Regions from separate parts of the Mus musculus genome. Here regions 2, 3, 4, 5 and 6 are each linked to region 1. A link is a contact called in public Hi-C and promoter capture Hi-C data. All regions are on one chromosome and are shown on one strand. The core of a region is the stretch at or near the end of the contact, and the rest is flanking DNA. Distances in the headings are between cores, read along the strand shown. Region 1 holds the start of Gtf3c3 (general transcription factor IIIC, polypeptide 3). Region 2 holds the start of Nab1 (Ngfi-A binding protein 1). Region 3 holds the start of Hibch (3-hydroxyisobutyryl-Coenzyme A hydrolase). Region 4 holds the start of Ormdl1 (ORM1-like 1 (S. cerevisiae)). Region 5 holds the start of Osgepl1 (O-sialoglycoprotein endopeptidase-like 1). Region 6 holds the start of Asdurf (ASNSD1 upstream reading frame).

What was found. Promoter capture Hi-C pulls out the DNA fragments that hold promoters and counts their contacts. Hi-C and Micro-C count contacts between places; a contact is called where the count stands out from the background.
Region 2: a contact with region 1 is called in a promoter capture Hi-C map of hippocampal neurons, with 3 times the contacts expected there. The contact joins the promoter of Nab1 here to the promoter of Gtf3c3 in region 1. A contact is called at or near these places in 1 of 39 promoter capture datasets (hippocampal neurons) and 1 of 115 datasets of contacts at active chromatin or transcription factors (astrocytes).
Region 3: a promoter capture Hi-C map of hippocampal neurons shows a contact between it and region 1, with 2.5 times the contacts expected there. The contact joins the promoter of Hibch here to the promoter of Gtf3c3 in region 1.
Region 4: a promoter capture Hi-C map of hippocampal neurons shows a contact between it and region 1, with 3 times the contacts expected there. The contact joins the promoter of Ormdl1 here to the promoter of Gtf3c3 in region 1. A contact is called at or near these places in 5 of 39 promoter capture datasets (the 3T3-L1 cell line, cranial neural crest, frontonasal cranial neural crest and 2 more).
Region 5: a promoter capture Hi-C map of stem cell-derived epiblast-like cells shows a contact between it and region 1, with 2.4 times the contacts expected there. The contact joins the promoter of Osgepl1 here to the promoter of Gtf3c3 in region 1. A contact is called at or near these places in 8 of 39 promoter capture datasets (the 3T3-L1 cell line, the C10 cell line, cranial neural crest and 5 more), 1 of 484 Hi-C or Micro-C datasets (embryonic stem cells) and 1 of 115 datasets of contacts at active chromatin or transcription factors (astrocytes).
Region 6: a contact with region 1 is called in a Hi-C map of B cells, with 10 read pairs. The contact joins the promoter of Asdurf here to the promoter of Gtf3c3 in region 1. A contact is called at or near these places in 4 of 39 promoter capture datasets (cranial neural crest, hippocampal neurons, liver and 1 more), 1 of 484 Hi-C or Micro-C datasets (B cells) and 2 of 115 datasets of contacts at active chromatin or transcription factors (embryonic stem cells and large pre-B cells).

What each region holds. Positions count from the first base shown.
Region 1 is chr1:54,437,259-54,440,502 of GRCm38.p6, forward strand. Gtf3c3 (general transcription factor IIIC, polypeptide 3) reads right to left here and starts at 1,768. Exons shown (of 18, transcript NM_001033194.3): 1 at 1,555-1,768; 2 at 574-685. The coding sequence starts at 1,656.
Region 2 is chr1:52,498,766-52,502,009 of GRCm38.p6, forward strand. It overlaps Nab1 (Ngfi-A binding protein 1), which reads right to left and starts at 1,683. Exons shown (of 8, transcript NM_008667.3): 1 at 1,445-1,683.
Region 3 is chr1:52,843,357-52,846,600 of GRCm38.p6, forward strand. It overlaps Hibch (3-hydroxyisobutyryl-Coenzyme A hydrolase), which reads left to right and starts at 1,682. Exons shown (of 14, transcript NM_146108.2): 1 at 1,682-1,788. The coding sequence starts at 1,754.
Region 4 is chr1:53,295,493-53,298,736 of GRCm38.p6, forward strand. It overlaps Ormdl1 (ORM1-like 1 (S. cerevisiae)), which reads left to right and starts at 1,603. Exons shown (of 4, transcript NM_145517.4): 1 at 1,603-1,696. Pms1 (PMS1 homolog 1, mismatch repair system component) reads right to left here and starts at 1,536. Exons shown (of 13, transcript NM_153556.2): 1 at 1,394-1,536.
Region 5 is chr1:53,311,905-53,315,148 of GRCm38.p6, forward strand. Osgepl1 (O-sialoglycoprotein endopeptidase-like 1) reads left to right here and starts at 1,720. Exons shown (of 8, transcript NM_001285839.1): 1 at 1,720-1,954; 2 at 2,952-3,195. The coding sequence starts at 2,975.
Region 6 is chr1:53,351,103-53,354,346 of GRCm38.p6, forward strand. It overlaps Asdurf (ASNSD1 upstream reading frame), which reads right to left and starts at 1,650. Exons shown (of 4, transcript NM_001353501.1): 1 at 1,428-1,650. The coding sequence starts at 1,517. It overlaps Asnsd1 (asparagine synthetase domain containing 1), which reads right to left and starts at 1,650. Exons shown (of 6, transcript NM_133728.3): 1 at 1,428-1,650.

The DNA.
Region 1 (3,244 bases), core at 518-3,017:
CTGTACTTATATATAATAATATATAAGTCTTTGGGCCACGGGGCCAACCAGAGCTAGCAGAGGTCCTAAAATTCAATTCCCAACAACCACATGAAGGCTCACAACCATCTGTACAGCTATAGTGTACTCATATACATAAAATAAATAAATAAATCTAAAAAAAAAAGAGAGAAGGCCAATTTAGAAAATGAAAATAAAGAAACCCTAAACAACCATTATGCTTGTACAATGATTTTTTTTTTAAAAAAATAAATATTATGCTACTTTGTAGCAAACACTGATAAACCAGGTGATAAAAATAGAATACTGAGCCAGGCAGTGGTGGCACACACCTTTAATCCCAGCACTTGGGAGGCAGAGGCAGAATTTCTGAGTTCGAGGCCAGCCTGGTCTACAGAGTGAGTTCCAGGACAGCCAGGGCTACACAGAAAAAGCCTGTCATGAAAAACAAACCAACAAACAAAAATAGAATGTTATTACAATAAACATAAAAGCAATAAAAAGTAAAAAGCAAATAGTGTTTTTATCAAATCATTTTACTTAAGTGCTCATTTAAAGCCAGCAGTAACATACCTTCATTGGCGTCTTTGTCCTGGGATTTGGCAGAGTCAATTCCTGATGAGGATGGAACTTCGGAGTCATCTGGGTTTTCTTTGGGTGATGATTTTCCTTTTTCCTGAACACTCTGTGATTGGGAATTAAACAGTTCCAAAAACTAATTCAGATTTAATTCTCTCAGCCTTGAATAGGGCATTTGCCTTATCTTTATAAAAGTTGACCCTCCCCTATGATACGTGGAATCTAAATTTGAATAGTTTCAAAGTGTTCCAATGTACTTAAGTCTTTAGTTTATGTAAGTCATTTGCAAATACAAGTGGAATGATTTTAAATATTTTAATGTCATCAATCTAAGACTTTAAATAAACCATAGGGTTCATAGAAGTCTATGAGTCAAGAAAGAAATCATTAGCTAACTTCAAAAGGGTCAAGAGATCTTTATGTTGGTCCCTTGGCCTTCAAACAAATGAGAAACTATTTAAAGTTCAGATCTTTATTAAAATTTGAAAAAGTAACAGATATCCTCACTATCTGGTTAGTTAGGTTTACTTTTATGTCTAAGAAAAAAAATTACACGGAGACTCCTCAAAAATAGGCGCACCAGGGGTGCATGTAGCTTTGCGATGGGGAGCTTTGTCCAGCAGGCTGGAGGCCCTGAAGTTTGATCCCCAAGACCCCTATACAGACCACAAAAACAAAAGGCCTGGTTCCCACCACCGTCACAACCTAGTTGCAAGATAGGTTTAGAACTAATCAGATCACCCTGTCTGGCTCATCGACTTAACAGGTATTAGGGGGTCGGGGGAGGTTAGCGCCCACCAAGGCTGGCTTTCGGGTGGGGAGATGTCTTTAGAGGCTCTGAGTACTCGGGTGGGAGTGAAAATCGGAAATTTTGGAAGAGGTGAAAGCTGCTGGATCCCGGGCCCACCCTGGGCAACCCACGACTCGGTTTCGGGGAAAACAAGACCGAGGAGCACCGGGGGCCCAGCGGCTCACTTTCTTCTCTCGGGTTTTTCTCTCTTCTCTCCGCCTTTCGAACTCTTCAAAGGAGATTTTCCCTTCCAGGTAGTCGATAAGTTCCGGGCTGAACCCCGACATGTCTGCAGGGCCGACGCTGCGCAGCGGGCCAGGGAAGCTGCAGCACTCCCAGGCTCTGTAGGACGCCTAGGAGAGACCGGACCAGCGTCCGCCCTAGAAACCTTCCCGGCCTGCGCCGCGGCCGCGCACTCTGGTTCCGCCTGCGCTCTAGGCCCCAGGCCTCTTCCCACAGGCAAGGGAGTGTCCAAATGCATCTTTCAAGCGCCAGACTCCCTTAAACTACCAGCTAGAGGAGCCTTTTTTTTTTTTAAAGATGTATGTATTAGTTTGTTTGTTTGCTTGCTTGCTTATTTTATGTATAGGAGTACACTGTCTTCAGACACACCAGAAGAAGGCATCAGATCCCATTACAGATGGCTGTGAGCCACAATGTGGTTGCTGGGAATTGTACTTAGGACCTCCGGAAGAGCAGTCAGTGTTCTTAACCACTGAACCATCTCTACAGGAGACTTTTGATCTGGGGATGCAGCACAGTGGCAGAGCGTTTGCCTGGGTTTCTATCTCTAATGTCAATCAACTTTTATGTCCCAAGTATTCATAAACTTTTTTGTTGTTGTTTTGTTTTGTTTTTTGTTTTTCGAGACAGGGTTTCTCTGTGTAGCCCTGGCTGTCCTGGAACTCACTTTGTAGACCAGGCTGGCCTCGAACTCAGAAATCCGCCTGCCTCTGCCTCCCGAGTGCTGGGATTAAAGGCGTGCCCCACCACGCTCGGCTGCTCTCAAACTTTTAAAGGGATTCTAACTCTTCCCATAGGGCGTCTACTGTATATCTGTTACATACATCTCTCAAAATAATCCTTAGGAACCTATGAGAGGAAAAAAAGGGAGAGGTGTGGGGAGGGTAATAGAACACTTGTAACATGAAAAAGGGCAACACCTGAAGTGGAAAGACTTGAGGTGGGACTTGAGGGGAGAGAGATGGAAGAGAGGGGTCAAAGTGAGTGAGTGAGAGAGAGAGAGAGAGAGAGAGAGAGGGAGAGAGAGAGAGAGAGAGATTATTTTCAACTCCTAGGAGCTCTTGTGATTTGCATTTTATCTTGTATTATAACTATTTCTTTTTCTAGAGACATTACCTATAAACATCAAAGACATTAGTTTATGTGTCATTATTATAAACCTGACTAACCTAATAACATGTATTCAAAACACATTTGTGAGTAAAGTTAGATGAAACTACAAGAGCCTTTGGAACTTTGGGCAAAGTTGAGCTCAGCATAGTCCTGGGTCCAAAGACGAGAGTCTATCTTTGATCATCTTTATGATAATCCAAGCTAAGGAGATCTGTAGCAGGGTTGCAGAATCAGAGGTCAAGACCTGCAAGAGCAGGACTACCAGATAGCAGAAAACTATCTCAGTCACTGCGTTTCTCCTGAGGAGGGATCTTACACAGGCGTGAAAACATACATGAGCAGACGGAGTGTGTTGATGTTATCCCCAGAAACAACTATGAGGATTACTCCCCTGAAGTCTTCAGGGAGTTGGGGAACTGTGCGGAAGACTCTATGTCTGTTTCCAGACTCACTCAAAGCGGGAAAGAGAAAGTGAGTATGGCTATCTGGAAAGGAAAACACTCTGCTGAGACCCAAATG
Region 2 (3,244 bases), core at 433-2,932, 1.9 Mb before region 1:
GATGAATCTTAAGAATTTGTCATCTGAAATATATTCACAACTAAAGGACAGAATGAAGTAAAATTTCCAGTGCCCCATGCTGTCACTAATACAGTCCCACACAACAGGAGACTGGGCCTCAGGAGAGAAAAAGCATGCTCAGTAGTGGAATGGCAGGCTAAGCATAAGATGGTCAAGTCAAAAAAAAAAAAAAAAAAAAAAAAAAAAAAGAAAAAGAAAAGAAAGAAAGAAAGAAAGAAACAAATTATCTCCCTAGCACTTCTTGAAATTATTTTCTTTCAAGATGTAATGTTCCAGTATCTAAACTGGAAACAGAGATGAAGAAGGCTGACTGCACTGCCTATCTACAAATTCTCAACAGCATACTTATTTATCTGCTTGAGCTTACTGAAAGAACAGAATTAAATGTCTCAAAAGATGCAAGCTGGAGGAAGAAACCTTCAATCCAAGTCACTTGTGCTGGCACAGAAGCTGGGTGTGAAGCAGCTCTTTGAATCTCAGGAAGATAGCCTCCACCCTGGTCGGCTATCCGATACAATGGACCCTATACATCCTCTCTCCAGTATCTCTTCTTAAAACCGGCAGATGAATTATAAATGTCATAACATATATTGTACAAAGAAAGATTTTTCAAAAAGTGAATATTTAAAAAGGGTAATTCGCTGCGTGTACAAAACAGCGAACCATTTCGGATGTGACTAATCTTATTTTAAATTCGGTTCCTCTGCTCCTATGCAATCTAATATTAACTATTAAAACTGCCAAAATATTTTTATACGAGATCTTAGAATCTCCTTAGAGATTCTGATCTTTGCACTCCGTAAAGTTGGCAGGCACGTCACTGGCAAACCAATCGGTAGTGACAACTTACTCCAAACCAGCTCTTTCGGATCAAATTGTAAATTAGCAGGCAATCCAAAATTTCCCAAGCCTCCCTGAGCCAGGGCACGGTTCCCGCTGGTCGCCCGCTGCAAAACTTGGTCAGCTCAACCTACAGACGCAAATTCCAGCTCTACCCAGGAGATTCCTTGCAGATCTCCCGGGTTGACCGTACTTCGGTGTCTGTCCCCGTAAGGTCACACACCTGCGTCCAAAGCTTCTCTGTCCTACACGTGTCTGCACATTCCCCACTCAGCCTCAAAGGCTCGGCGACTCCCGCTTCCCTGCACCTGGGTGCCAAGTTTCTGAAAGCCACTTCCAAGCAAAACTCTCCTTCCGCTCTGAAAACACAACTACAGTAGGAAGGGGCGGATAACAGGAAGAAAGCGGAGACTCAGCGGCACTTTTCGGAAGTCCCTGGTCGCCCCGGAGCTGGCACCCCACGCGGGCCCGCGAGCGCGTCCTCCCCGCACAGCCCGCGCCCCCCGCCCGGCAGGACGCGACGGCCCCGCCGAGCCACGCGTCCGCGCCCCCCGCTCCATCTCGAGGCCCTCCCGGTACCTACGCGGCCCGCAGCTGCGGCGCGCTCCGCGACGACGGCTCTGCCGGGCTCCTGCGGCGGCTGCGGCGGCCGGGACGCCCCCGCGCCCATCGAGGGGGGCAGGGACGCGGTGGGCGCGCGCTCCGTCCCCCGCCCGCCCCGACGGCGCTCGCTCGGTCGCGCGGGCGGAGGCTCGGGCGGAGGCGGGCGGCGGCGGCCCCGGGCGCCCTCCCTAGGCCTCTCCCGCCGCCCCTCCCTCGGCCTCTCCCTCTCCCTCCCCCGCCACCTCCGCCGCCCCCGCCCCGCCCCGCGCGCTGTCACATCGGGAGATTCCGCTCTTGCTCCATTCGCCGCTCCGGCTCCCGCCCACGCGCGGCCGAGTGACGCAGATCCCGGCGTGGGCGGCCGCGGGGCGGGGGTGGGGGCCGGCGGGGCTGAGGCTCGGCGCGGTCCCGGGGGTGGCCCATTCCCACGGCAGCTGGGAGCGCGCGGGTGGGGGCGCGCGCGCGGGTCGGAGGAGGAGGAGGCTTCCGTGGATCCGCGGACAGCGCTGCCTGCCAAGCCCCGCACCGGGCCCGCCCAGGAGGGAGGGGGTGGGGGGGGTACAGAACCGCAGGTGCGGTGCGGACCTGTCCCTCCTCGCCCACTCCACCCTGTCCCCACCCTCGCCCAGGCCTGGTTTGAGGAGGGAGGAAAGGGAAACTCTGGCCTGGTGGCTTAATGACACCCTTTTCATGTCTGGAAACCTTGTGTTACTTTACAGGCCATTCTCTGTTGTCTTCCTGTAGGCAAATGACACACTCCTGGTGCTGTCTTGAGCGTGTCAAAATAGAGTTCTTAAGGCAAGGTGTAGACATTTTGAGCTTGGTTTGCATAAACTTTTCTAGCCAAAGAAAGTGTTACAGCACCTCAAAAGCTAAAGCTATTGCCAAAATTTTAAGGGGAAAAAAATTAAATCTATTTTTGCCTTCCTTGGGGAGGGGGTTTCAAAGAAAAGAATTCAAGTTTTAATGGTGTGCTCTTACTGCAATACAGGTAGAATCCTGTTTTAATGTACATATAAAAATCCAGTTTTATATAGGAGGCCGTTCCCACTTCCTGGCTGGCCTCCCAGAGTGTGCCTACTTGGTTGAAGGGGATACAAGGCATTCTTTGAGAAGAGAAATTCTTTAAACCACATCTTTATGTTGCAACAATGGGTGGGATGATAATATTGAAAGAAAAAGACCTTATTAAATAAACCATTTTTTCTTTTTGTAAAAACATGTTCTACAAATGAGTGATGTCAATGGAATAGATATGTACTTAAATGCATAAATATATAAACATATAGTTACATGGTTAAGTATACATTTAAGCTGAAATATCTTCCCTGTTAGTGACAAGCCTGTCTAGAATAGTTGGTATTTTAAATAATTATTCTTAGTTCCTCAAATTCTTCAGAAGAAATAACAGCTACAAGTGTCTCCCTGCCACTCCAATTGTCAGTGTTTATGCTCCTGCTCAGCGAAGAGGAATTTAATTTGGGTGGTTGTAGTACAGTCAGGGCTACTGAGACAATTTCTTGGCCGGTGTGGAAAGGTAGAGGTTAATGGGTAGTCGAGCAATGAAATCCGCAAAATTCTTCTAATTCTTCACTGGGAACTCTGATGGTTTGCAAACATTGTTGCTTCTGAAAAGCCTAGGGGGAGGGGTGCGTGTAGCTTTATGCCACGCAGTTAGTGATTAGTCAACTTGGTGAGCTCACCTGCACTGCACAGCGTTCTCCAGAATTGAGTCCAAATTGCATGCTGTGCTCCGGTAGGGCGTGCTTCTGCCCTGCTG
Region 3 (3,244 bases), core at 432-2,931, 1.6 Mb before region 1:
TTACACAGCCAGGCATGGTGGCACATGCCTTTCATCCCAGCACTCGGGAGGCAGAGGCAGGTGGATTTCTGAGTTCGAGACCAGCCTGGTCTACAAAGTGAGCTCCAGGACAGCCAGGTCTATACAGAGAAACCCTGTCTCAAAAAACCAAAAAAAAAAAAAAAATTACACAAACTCCTTCAGATCAATTAATACCTGCTGATTAAACTTAAAAGCCAAACATAGATAATCAACTGGGCATTTCAAGACAGCCTAGTCTAGGGAGCAAACTCCTTTCCTTTCCATTTTTTAAAGTAAAAACCACTACCGTATTTATTGTTTCTCAATATTACAAAGAAAAGGCAATGCAATCTTTTTACATTAAATGTGGTAGTAAAAAAATTATATTTAAAGGTTTTTGAAATTTCTTATTAGATATTTTCTTTATTTACATTTCAAATGTTATCCCCTCTCTTCCTTTCCTTCTCCTATGGAAACCTCCTATCCCCTCCCCCTTCCCCCTGCTTCTGTGACAATGCTCCCCCAACCAACCAACCCCCCTCTCTGGCTTCCCCATCCTGGCATTCCCCTACACTGGGGCATCCAGCCTTCACAGGACCAAGGGCCTCTCCTCCCATTGATGCCTGACAAGGCCATCATCTGCTACATATGCACCTGGAGCCATGGGTCCCTCCATGTGTACTCTTTGGTTGGTGGTTTAGTCCCTGGGAGCTCTGGGGGTTCTGGTTGGTTGATATTGTTGTTTGTCCTATGGAGTTGCAAACCAATTCAGCTCCTTCATTCCTTTCTTTAACTCCTCCATTGGAGACCCTGTGCTCAGTCCAATAGTTGACTGTGAGCATCCACCTCTTTGTCAGGCTCTGACAGAGCCTCTCTGGAGATAGCTGTATCAGGCGCCTGTCAGCAAGCACTTGTTGGCACCTACAATAAAAAGTCTCTGGGTTTGGTGACTATATATGGAATGGATCCCCAGGTGGGGCATTCTCTGGATGGCCTTGCCTTCAGTCTCTGCTCCACACTTGCCTCTGTATTTCCTCCTGTGGGTATTTTATTTCCTCTTCTAAGAAGGACCAAAGCACCCACACTTTGGTCTTCCTTCTTCTTGAGCTTCTTGTGGTCGGTGAATTGTATCTTGCCGAGCCTTTGGGCTCATATCCATACTGTGTGTTCTTTTGTGATTGGGTCACCTTACTCAGGATTGATACTTTCTAGTTCCATCCATTTGCCTAAGAATTTCATGAAGTCATTGTTTTTAATGGCGGAGTAGTACTCCATTGTGTAAATGTACTACATTTTCTATCTCCATTCCTCTGTTGAAGGACATCTGGCTTCTTTCCAGCTTCTGGCTATTATAAATAAGTTTTTCTACTTTTCTCTTTGCTTTGGTTACTCACCTCTCAGCTTTCGTCTTGGCTCCTCCTCTTCCTCCTCCCCTCACTAGTTAACGCCCCTAGCCAGGACCCGCCCCACCTTTACCCGGCCTGGCCCTGTCTAGTGTGGCCCTGCCCACTGCTCTTGCTGGTTTCCTAACTGCTCCTGTTTTGCCCCGCCCCGCCCCGCCCGGCCGGGCCCGTGAGCGTAGCGCAGCGGAAGTGTAGGCGTTGGGCCGCTCTGGCCCACCGGAGGACTTGTCATCAGTGACCCCGGCTCTCCTCTGCTCTCATCGGCTGTGGGCGGGGCTGTGGGCGGGTCTAACTACCAGAGCCGGTGGAACCACTACACTCTGCTTCTTCTGCTCTTGGGTTTTTAGGCCATGGGGCAGCCATATGCGTGGCGGCTCCTGTCGAGGTGAGTTGGTGAGCAAGGCAGAGCTAAGGGCCGGCTTGGGGGAAAAGGCTCACAAGTGTCCCCGCAGGTCTCGCAGATCTAGTCGCCTTTGTATGGCAGCCTCTGCTTTGCTGCCCCGCGGCGACCTCAGCGGCGATCGCAACGACATGCGTCCTCTGACTTTGCTCTTTTTCTTGCAACAGCACCTTCATTTTCCGTCCTCTAGCATCTGTTAGGCCTTGACGTCCCACAACTTTCTCCCCCCTCCGTTTGTCTCCTATTTATTTTCTTTCTTGGAACTGGGCGCTGTGTGGGGACGTGCCACCTGATTTACTGTGTAGGGTATTTTCTTAAGTCACACAGAAATGACAGGTTGTGTACCTGGGCTCCGGGTAAGGAACTTGATTATTTCAGCTAGCAGTAGTAGCAGCGCAGGCAATTGGAACTCACAGAATAATGTTGTGACCATTTAGCGTGGCTTGACCGGAGCAGTGCAGATATTAACTTTCTAAGAGTGTCTCTCACTGCAATCGGACCTTGGCAGAAGGAAATGTGGTAGCACCCATTTTAGGAGCTTTGGCTAGTGTAATTCCTTTTCCCCAGTACCATACGCAAAAACTTCAATTTCCCCCCTGTGGAACTCTTCACTGAAGTACTTTTGGGCGATGAAATGTGTGCTGTTAGACATCTGTGCAGTCTAGGAGCATCTCAGACGTGGAACGCACCCTTGTTCCGTCTGCACGTTTCTTATGCCTTACAGTCTGTTGTGGAAGGTTCCTGCAAAGGCATAGAATGTTTCTTAGTTCTAAATGAGTAGTTACCAGTGGAGTTAGGGAGATGGTTCCGCGGTTTTAAGAGCCTATACTGCTCTTAAAGGACTGGCTAAGAGGACAAAGTTCTGCTTCCCGTGTGGCTCATAACTACCTTTAACTCCGTCTCCAAGGAATCTGATAGTTTCTTCTGGATCCATTGGACACTTGTACTTACATGGGCATACATATATACATAGTTAAAAACACATCTTAAGCCGCGCATGGTGGCGCACGCCTTGAATCCCAGTACTTGGGAGATAGAGGCAGGGATTTCTAAGTTCAAGGCCAGCCTGGTCTATAGAGTGAGTTCCAGGATAGCCAAGGCTACACAGAGAAGTCCTGTCTCAAAAAACAGAACAAAACAAAACATCTTAAAAAGAATAGTGCCTTTTTAGCAGAAAGCACCAACGATACTCAGGTATTTTTGTTACATGTAGAAGTTGCCTTGCTTCTCTTTTTTCTTTTGTGGTGAATAATAGCATCTGCTCACATAATCATTGTTGTTGCTTCTTGATGATGGCAAATTCTAAATTATTTGGGAACAATAATTTAGAGGCATGTATATTAACAAAGTTAACTTCATCTAGAAAGATTCTGTCATTACTGTGGTTCAGCTTGTCCCTATTTCACTCCACATTTCAACATGTAAAGTGCCAGGACCAAAT
Region 4 (3,244 bases), core at 353-2,852, 1.1 Mb before region 1:
AGAAATCTCAACAATACTGTAAGAATTCCCACCATATACATGGCACCTGCTCCTTCCTGAGTTTCTTAGAGCATTCTTCCTAATACCACTTCTGGTCAGCCCCTTAGTATTTCTCCTCTGAACGACTCCAATAACTACCAAATTGATATATGGATTTAAATATTTGTAAGTTGTTTCTATAATTAAAGTATCTTTGCTATCCTACTTTAAATTTTTAAGATTTTTCAACTGCTAAGTATGTTAAGTCCAAATTCCCTACTACCCTATCTCTCTAATTTCATCCCATTTTCCAAATGTACACACAGTACTAATCTGGTCACACTACAATGTGGCTCTCTTTACCTAGATGTGGTAGGATTTCCTGGGCCACATGACATTTTTCTGGGATGTCTTGTGTCAGTTCCCAAAACTCTTTTTCCATATTCCAATCTCCCAAGAGATTAGGCATCCCTTCGTTTTTTTAATTCAAACTCATAAATGGCTATTTTATTTATCTGTCCCTTCCTCTCTGGCTCATATTGCTTTGAGGGCAGTGAATGTATATTGAAAACATATTCAGGAATGTGGCATATTATTAAGGGGTGTGCACTTAAAGACCTCCTCTGAAAAGCCAGAGGGTTGATGTTCCAGCACACAACACATGGAGTGTGGGAAAAGAATTCATACCTAGTGAGGACAATCCTACTGTTGGAACAGTCCTAGTGTTAGAAAAGAAGTCATGTTTACTGAAGCCAATCAACAGTCCTGGAAGTATGCTGTGATCAGAAAGAGAAACTGATCTACAAAAGCAAAAAGATTAGAGAGCTTGGATTTTAGGGAGAAAACAGCAAATTTTACAACAGAATAAATCCAACCCAACCATCACACAGAACCAACACAAATAAAAGATACCTACACACACACACACACACACACACACACACACACGCACGCAAGCATTCTGTCAACTTTAAAATGTTTTTCAGAGTTATTTCTGAAATAAAACTCACAAAGTTTTATAAATACAAATCACCAAGGTTAAAAAAAAAAAAGTACTTTCAAAGATGATTTAGAAAGAGAATGGATTAATCAAATCTTTTTTTCCTCCCCTTCCTCATAGAGATGAACTTCTGGTATTCACATCTCTTCAGGATGTACACTGTCTTCATTGGGAATAACCACAAATTAATACCTTTTTGTGTGAGACAACGCACAGTGCTACAAGCCGCTACACTCTCTAGCAAGACAAAACTTTCCCACCTTGAACCCCAAGGGTCTGAGCTCCAACTACTGCCGAGCCAGCCCAGAGGCTTGAAACGCGTGCGCGCGAGCCCCGCAAATCCGCACCTAGCCCCGGGAGGCGCCTTCAGCCTCCCCGAGCATCACCGGGCACGCTCGTTCGCGGTGACACTACCTTCTAGCGCGCATTCACCACCCACAGCGGCAAGCACTCAGCAAACCCTGAGTTGCACGGCCTACTTCGCTGGACGTCCTTCGGACCGAAGCACGGCTGCGCTCAGCAGGACCCGCGCTCGCGCTCCTCTAAGGCCCGCCCACAGCAGGAAGTGGGATTGGCGCGGCTGGCAGCCAATCGGCTGCTCGCTAGAGCAGCTTGGCAGCCTTCCGGAAGCGGTGGGGCGCACCAGTAGCTCTAGCCAGAGGACCTACTGTGGCTGCCGCGGGAATTGTCCTGTGACCAGCCAGGAGCTGGCGGCCGGTAAGCTCGAAGGCTTCCTAGAGCTGCGGCACGGCCCAGAAGGCCTGCGGCAGAGCAGGTTCCTGCTGCCTCCGGGGCTCGCGCTGTGCACCCTAGGTGTCCGCAGGTGGTCGGCGCGCCGCGGAAGTGCAGCCGCGACTGGGGCGGTGGGTGTGCGCGGGCGGGGAGGGCCGGGTAGCGAAGCCTTTGCGGCACAACCTGCTGAGAAAGGGTTTCTAATCTAGCATAGGTGGCAATGTGAGGCTCTTTCCAGCGGGTTTGGGTTTTTAATTTTTTACGTTGTGTGGGATGTTCGAACTATTAAGCTTTAAAAGTGCATTATAGGTACTTGGTTATTATAGAAGCAAAATTTACGCGAGACTCTCCCTTAGTGTAACTTTCATCACTGCCTGTTCCATACATCTTGAGAAGCCGAAAGAACATTACACTCCAGAAACACTTGCGTAGCCGGGTGAAATTCCTTTCTTCAAACACTGCAATAGAAAGGATTTTAGGTATCTTTGAATAGAAGCTGAAATGTATTCTAGCGCATTTCCTTCTCTCAGACAACACCCATTTCAGTTTGATTGTAACAAAGTAAACTCTTAGGCCCCCCCAAAACTGTATGCTCACGACAATTGAGTACTAATACTAGAAATACTAATACTTAGTGTTTCTTCCTGAACATAAAAGGAGTAAGCGGGTGGGTGGGGGCGCGCGGAGGTAAATAAATAAATAAGTAGAGAGTTTGGCTAAAGAAATATTGAGAAAGATTCATGACTTTAACCTAGTTGTGGTACAAATTTGAACCCCTAACCCTATAAATTTTTCATTTTACATCAACAGCTTGTTATTTCTAGGTTCACTATTCAAATGGGGGCACACAGCCAGGCATTAGTGGCTTATACACTTGTAATCCCTCTACTCTACAGGAGGATACCTGTGAAAATGAGGACAGCCTGACCAACCTATACAGTGAAACCTTGTTTCAAGAGAGAGGGAGATCAAAGCAAAATGCTTTTGACCTCTGACTATGGCTAAAATGTTCCATTACATGTTAGCATCTTGCCACTCAGACTGGTTGAGCCAGTTCTGTCCCCCCACCCCCACACACACACATCTTTTTAAAATACTATTTTATTGGTGATTATTATATTTGACAAAACTAGCTCCACAGAGAAATAAAAGTAGTATGCGGAAAGCTCATAAAAGAAAACAAAAAGATGACCTGAAAATACAAAATGGGCTAGACTGCCACGGGAAGGGGAGTGGAGAGAGCAGGAGAGGGGATACACTAGAAACATGGTATAGGCATATATTGAAACATCGCAGTGAAACTGCTAACTTGAACAATTATATATTTAGCTCCTGGCTCTCACTCTGCTTACATTTTACATATATGTAATTTTTTCTTTTTTTAAAGAATTTTGAAATAGGGTATTGCTATTCGGCTAGGCTGACCTCAGATTTTGGCAATCCTCTTGAATGCTGGGATTACAGAACTGAACCAACACACCTGGATCCAGTTTGAGCTTTCTTTCCTATTATTCCATCTAGTTAAATTGACAG
Region 5 (3,244 bases), core at 470-2,969, 1.1 Mb before region 1:
GACTCAAGTGGGAAGCAATTCCTCAAGCTTGAAATATTAGCCATTAAGAGCACTGAGTTTATATCTACTGCTTTCATATAATATTCATTTGATCTTCATTGTGGTTTATTGAAAACAAAGATGAGAGACCAGCAGACTCACTATCCTAGCTCCAACATTATTACATTTTTTCACAAGTTAATAAACTAACAAGTTCTGATGACTTTTAAATGGTTTTCTAGCAATTTGTGATGTGTGACTCAGTAATCTAGAGTCCAGTCACTTCCAAGCCAAAGCCTGGAGAGGAATCAGATGCAGAAACCAAGGAATTAGGTCATGATCTTGCCAGGCTACAGATACAGCCATTCAAACCACTCAGCCTTCTCCAGGTTACTCCACTTTGTGTGCATTTCCAGTTCTCTACCTTTCAATTATCTGCATTGAAGATCGAGGGTTAACCTTAAGTTTTTAGCTCTCACAACTAAGAAAGTACCTGCCATAAAGGAACAGTCTGGATGAATGTGTGATAAAGTCCAGGTAGGCCTACAGGAGTGGGTATTTGTAGTCCCAGTTACTGTGGAGGCTTACAAAAAGAAGTCCGCGAGTTCTGGACAACATTGCAAGAACCTGAATCATAGATTTTTATATTTCATACACATGTACATGCATCTAAGTGGAACACGTAAGGTATAAGTATTGTAAAATTCTTCCTATTAAATTCACCTGAAGGTTACAAATGAGTTTGACTTCTGGTATTTAACCAAACAGGTTCCAGACTCAAGGTTGCCCTGGCCCATTCTGTGTTAGTCAGAGGCACTTAACTCTGTGACTAAATTCATTCAAAATTAGCAGCCCAATTATCTGTAAATGAGGCCACCAAGCACAGTATCTCCTGGATGTGTTCCTGACCCTGCTGGCACAAAATTGTTACTTTATTGTCACAGGTTGAAAAAAGTCTCAATTTTTTTAAAAGTAAGTTCAATATTGTAATTATGAATTTACTAGTACCTTCTCCTAGAGTTTAGTGTAAGTCTGTGAGAAGAGTTACCTGGTGGTGGTGGTGGTGGTTTTTTAACTCATCAAAGCAAAGATCCAAGCCCTTCCCAGCCTTGCATTGTAAAGCCTTTGCTTGCTACAGTTTTAAAGTTTAGGTAGAGAGGAAAGATTTGGAATACATCCATTTGATTGTACTAACAGGTTCACAAACCAGACCAACAAAAACAAAGCAAGATGCAATAATTAGTACATGCTATACAGAAAGTTGAAAGCTGACCTAGTAATCCGGGGCTATAGAATGCCATGGGTGCTTCACTTGGGATGATAAATGCAGCAGTTGTTTAAACTGTACAACCAAATACACTTCACTGAGAATCAAGTGCTGTTTTTGCGGGTGTTCTGACTTCTGATGAAAATACTTTCCCCATGAAAATGGAAGGTTTCTCAGGCCACTACCTTTTAAGTCTGGTGACAGCTTTCCTAAAATAGAATGACAGTAAATCCTACCCTTTTTCTCTTGGTGGCAGCAAAGTTCTAACGGAGGGCAGAACCCTTTCCTTAAATGCGGCATAGTGTGGGCACAGTGAGATCTACTGAATCTGGACACCTTTTCATGAGTCGCTATCAGCGTGACTTAGTAAAAGACCTGGTATTCACAAACCTGGCAGGAACGCCTGGGGCTATAAGAAGTTATTAAGCATTTCTTTACTAAGACAAGAGAAGGACCGCCGGCCCAAGGGCGGTGACGTCACTTCCGGGCGCCTGCGTAGTGCGGGCGCCCGCAGTTTCCTAAGGGGAATGGAGACTGCTCCCGCGCACGTCTTTCCTGTCCCAAGCTTTTGCTCACCACCAACAGAGACTCCGTTGCTTTCCAGCAACAGATTCCAGCTGTGTTGTCCAAAACTAATTCTTCTGGAGAGGCTGTGGGAGCTCACGACTGAAATCTGCGCGTAGTTTACTCTCAGCCCAGTCACTGCAGGTCTGCTTTCCCAGTTGACGCGTTCACTGTATTTCTAACCCCAGTTTTGCTCATTCCACACGTCTTGCAGTGTGGGAATACTAGAGTGTTTATGTTTAGTGATGGATGGATTGCTACCTTTTGGGGAGGAGTTGATGTGGGGAGAAGGGTTTAGGAAGAGGTTTGGGTGGTGAACCTATTACAAAAAGTGGAGATGTGAATCCGAAGATTGGATAAGTGTTTACGGTTGTCTTTGCAGAGATGCCGGGGGTTTTTGCTTGTTTTTTACAATGAACTTTATGAGAGGGCTTGCTTCCAAAATACAAAATTAAATCCTGATTAGTGAGCATAATATTTTAATAAACTGTCCAAATGCAGTACACTATTTTCTGGGGGAGAGGGGAGTCAATAAATGGGAGGCCTTTATTTTTGATTTGTTCTATTTGCCTTTAATTTTTAACATCACTTTAAGTAGTACTGTCCACATAACTATTATACTATAACATTAACTGTTGTATAAAGTGCGTGTTGAGCATGGTTTACCCAAAATGCCTGGACCAGAAGTGTTCCAAATTTCAAAAAAAAATTTTTTTTAATTTTGCGATGTGCCATATTCGTGACCAATTTGAGGATGAAACCCAGGTATAGATGTGAAATTCGTGTTTCATTTGCATCCTGTAAACACAGCTAAGGCAATTTTATACAATAATATTTTTAGTACTTTTTGTGTTTCCACTAACAACTCAGGTGGTAGCGTGCTTTAGAGCTTCTTTCACTTTGGGGGTGCTCAACTTGATACATTATAATCATTTTATATGCTTCTCATTTTTCTCTTGCAAAATTTGATTTATTCCTATCTAGTGATTTCTAGGACCTCTAAAAGATTTTGATAATGTTTTTACAAATGTTCTTAAAATTTTGAAGTCTGCATACTTAAAAAATAAGATAACATTCATTATTTTGTTTAAATAAATGAATTCATTGCAAATGACATAATATTTCTGTAACTCTTTTCTAGGAAGTATTTGTAGAGTAACAAATATGCTAATGTTAAGAAGGACAGCAGGAGCTATTCCCAAGCCCCCAAAGAGTAAAGTTTATGGATTTTTAAGAAGATTTAGTGTTCATCCCAGAACTCTCTCTTGTCATAAACTGGTCCTGGGAATTGAAACCAGCTGTGATGACACAGGAGCGGCTGTGGTGGATGAAACTGGGAATGTGCTGGGGGAAGCACTGCACTCCCAAACTCAGGTTCATCTGAAGTAAGTAGCAAAGGTTTGGGTCATTTTCTGCCTTTTTAAAGAAAAATGT
Region 6 (3,244 bases), core at 400-2,899, 1.1 Mb before region 1:
ACAGCTTGAGAAGGAGAAGCATAGGCTTGCCAGGGGTCAGTTACCACAGCTCACATCTTTAACCAGGGTGAGCCACTGCCTACCCAAATTAATACCAATCTTTTAAGCCAGGCAGTGGTGGCGCACGCCTTTAATCTCAGCACTTGAGAGGCAGAGGCAGGCAGATTTCTGAGTTCGAGGCCAGCCTGGTCTACAGACTGAGTTCTGTGACAGCCAGAGCTACACAGAGAAACCCTGTCTTGAAAAAAACAAAAAACAACCAAACAAAAGAACCAAAAACAAACAAAACCTCTCCCGAAAACAACAAAAACCCAATCTTTTAGTTTTATAAGGTCTTGCTGTAGACAAAAAGAGAGAAATAAAATGAATGTGGGTTCTCCTCTTTACCAACAACCAATGGTTTTATGATGTATGCACTAGATGACAGCCAGACATTCGGATAAAACAAATGAAATGGTACTATGGTACTGAATGCCCTACCTGCACTGATCCAACATGATTTTCCACCACTGTATCATTCTATTTCAAGTATTAAGGACTGCATATTGCTGGTATCGTTAAGCTAGGCAAATAGTCTATTAAGTCCTGAGAGCTGTACTAATAACCTACAAAGCCATATTGAGTACGCTTTCCTTGAGATTCAAGTCTGCTTGTACAGTGTTTTTATGCTCATTACAGGAATGACAGGTGTCACTTTAGGTGACACCACAGTACACTGTGGTACAGCGGGAATTAGGCAATGTACTGAAGATATCATATAGGACAGAAAAAATACAGAATTTAGGAATGTTTAATATCTGAAAAGACTATACCCACACCCTTCCACTCTACACGTTTAAAGATTTTCGTCTGTAACTGGAAGTTAGGACTAGTTCCGGTATGGGGTTGCCTCCCTGAAATCCTGGCTATTAGGCAAGAGAATTATTCAAGTAATGCCTAAGCAATAATATCTGAGGCTGGCCTGAGTTATTTATGAAATCCTATCCTAAAGGTATAGAAAAAAATTAATTTGATAGGGTGCTCCTTTCTCTTGTTGAATAATAAAGAGATGACCAAACAGATGTTTTTAGGATCACTTAAAGTTGAGAATATATTTTAAGGTAACAGGCAGCTGAGAAAATCGGCTAAGAAGCTTTTGCCTGAGTCTGGAAGAACAGGTACAGACTTCTAAACTTTTATGATGGACGTCATGGATGGCACCCAGGCGGGTGCGTGGCTAACTGGATGAAGCACAGCCACAGAGCAACAGATCTGTGTGTGACTGAGCAACACATCTGTGTGTCACTTTTTTTCAGGGGACACGCCTCCATCGTCGCAAACCTGCAGGATGGAGGGGAATCAGCTGCTGGTGCTGAGAATGCACGGCGGAGGCTACAGGGCACAGCGGGGCCCGCCGCCCACCACCCTTCCCCGGCGTCCCACGGCACCTTGCTGCTAAGGGACTCGGCGTGCGCAGTCGATGTGTGTGGGGGCCCCGGCGCGGCGCGGCCATCGGCGTGCACCCCACTGCTGGGCATCGCCTAGCCGCGCCGCACGCCAAGAACCGCGACTGAGGAAGGAACGGCAGCCAGCAGCCCCGGCAGGAAGCCTGGGTTCCACTCAGGAATCCGCCCCTTCCGGCACCCCGACCAATGGAGTGCGCACACTCACGCCTGCGCAGTGGCAAGCGCGCGCGGGGTGGGTTGTGAAAAGTCGAATTAAGAGTTGTGCTCCACTGCAAAATGGTTTTCTGCTAAATGTAGGTGTGGCTTGGCTGCAGAATCTATGAATGGTCTGTATCGCCCCCTAGTGGATCCTATGTAAAAATAAATCACTATAATTTAATACTCTTAAATTTGGTTTTCTTCTCCTCCTCCCCCTCCCCCTTCCTCCTCCTCCCCCTCCTTCTTCCTCTTCTTCTTTTTCTTCTCATCCCCTTCCCCCTCCTCTCCCCTCCCCTTCCTCTTCCTCCTCCTCCTTCTCTTCCTCTTCTTCTCGTCCCTTCCCTCCTCCCCCTCCTCCTCCTCCTTCTCCTCCTCCTCCTCCCCTCCCCTCCTCCTCTTCTTCTTCAGATTTACTTATTTTATGTATATGATGAGTTCACTGTCTCTGTCTTAAGACATACCAGATGCAGATCTCAGGTGCAGAGGATACCATAGAAAACATTGAAACAACAGTCAAGGAAAATGCAAATTGCAAAAAGCTCCTAACCCAAAATATCCAGGAAATCCAGGACACAATGACAAGACCAAATCTAAGGATAACAGGTATAGAAGAGAGTGAAGATTCCCAACTTAAATGGTCAGTAAATATCCTCAACAAAATTAAACAAGAAAACTTTCCTAACCTAAAGAATTTGATGCCCATGAACATACAAGAAGCCTACAGAACTCCAAATAAATTGGACCAGAAAAGAAATTCCTCCCATCACATAATAATCAAAATACCAAATGCACTAAACAAACAAACAAACAAAAGAATATTAAAAGCAGTAAGGAAAAAGGGTGAAGTAACATGCAAAGTCATACCTATCAGAATTACACCAGACTTCTCAGCAGAGACTATGAAAGCTGGAAGATCCTGGGCAGATGTCATACAGACCCTAAGAGACCACAAATAGCAGCCCTGACTACTATTACAGCAACACCCTCAATTACCATAGATGGAGAAACAAAGATATTCCATGGCAAAACAAAATGTACACAGTGTCTTTCCACAAATCTAGCTCTATAAAGGATAATAGATGGAAAACACCCACACAAGGAGGGAAACTGCACCCTAGAAAAAGCAAGAAAGTAATCTCCTTTCAACACACCCAAAAGAAGATAACCACACAAACATAAAAATAACATAAAAAATAATAGGAAGCAGCAATCACTATTCCTTAATTTCTCTTAACATCAATGGACTCAATCCCCCCAATAAAAAGACATAGACTAACAGACTGGATATGTAAACTGGGCCCAACATTTTGCTGCATATAGGAAACACACCTCAGTGTCAAAGACAAACACTATGTCAGAATAAAGGGCTGAGAATAATTTTCCAATCAAATGGTCCCAAGAAACAAATTGGAGTAGACATTCTAATATAGGATAAAATTGACTTTCAACCAAAAGTCATCAAAAAAGATAAGGAAGGACACTTCATACTCATCAAAGGAAATATCTACTAAGAAGAACCCTTAATTCTGAACATTTATGCTCCAAATGCAAGGGCACCCGCGTTCATAAAAGAAGCTTTACTAAGTTAAAAGCACACATTG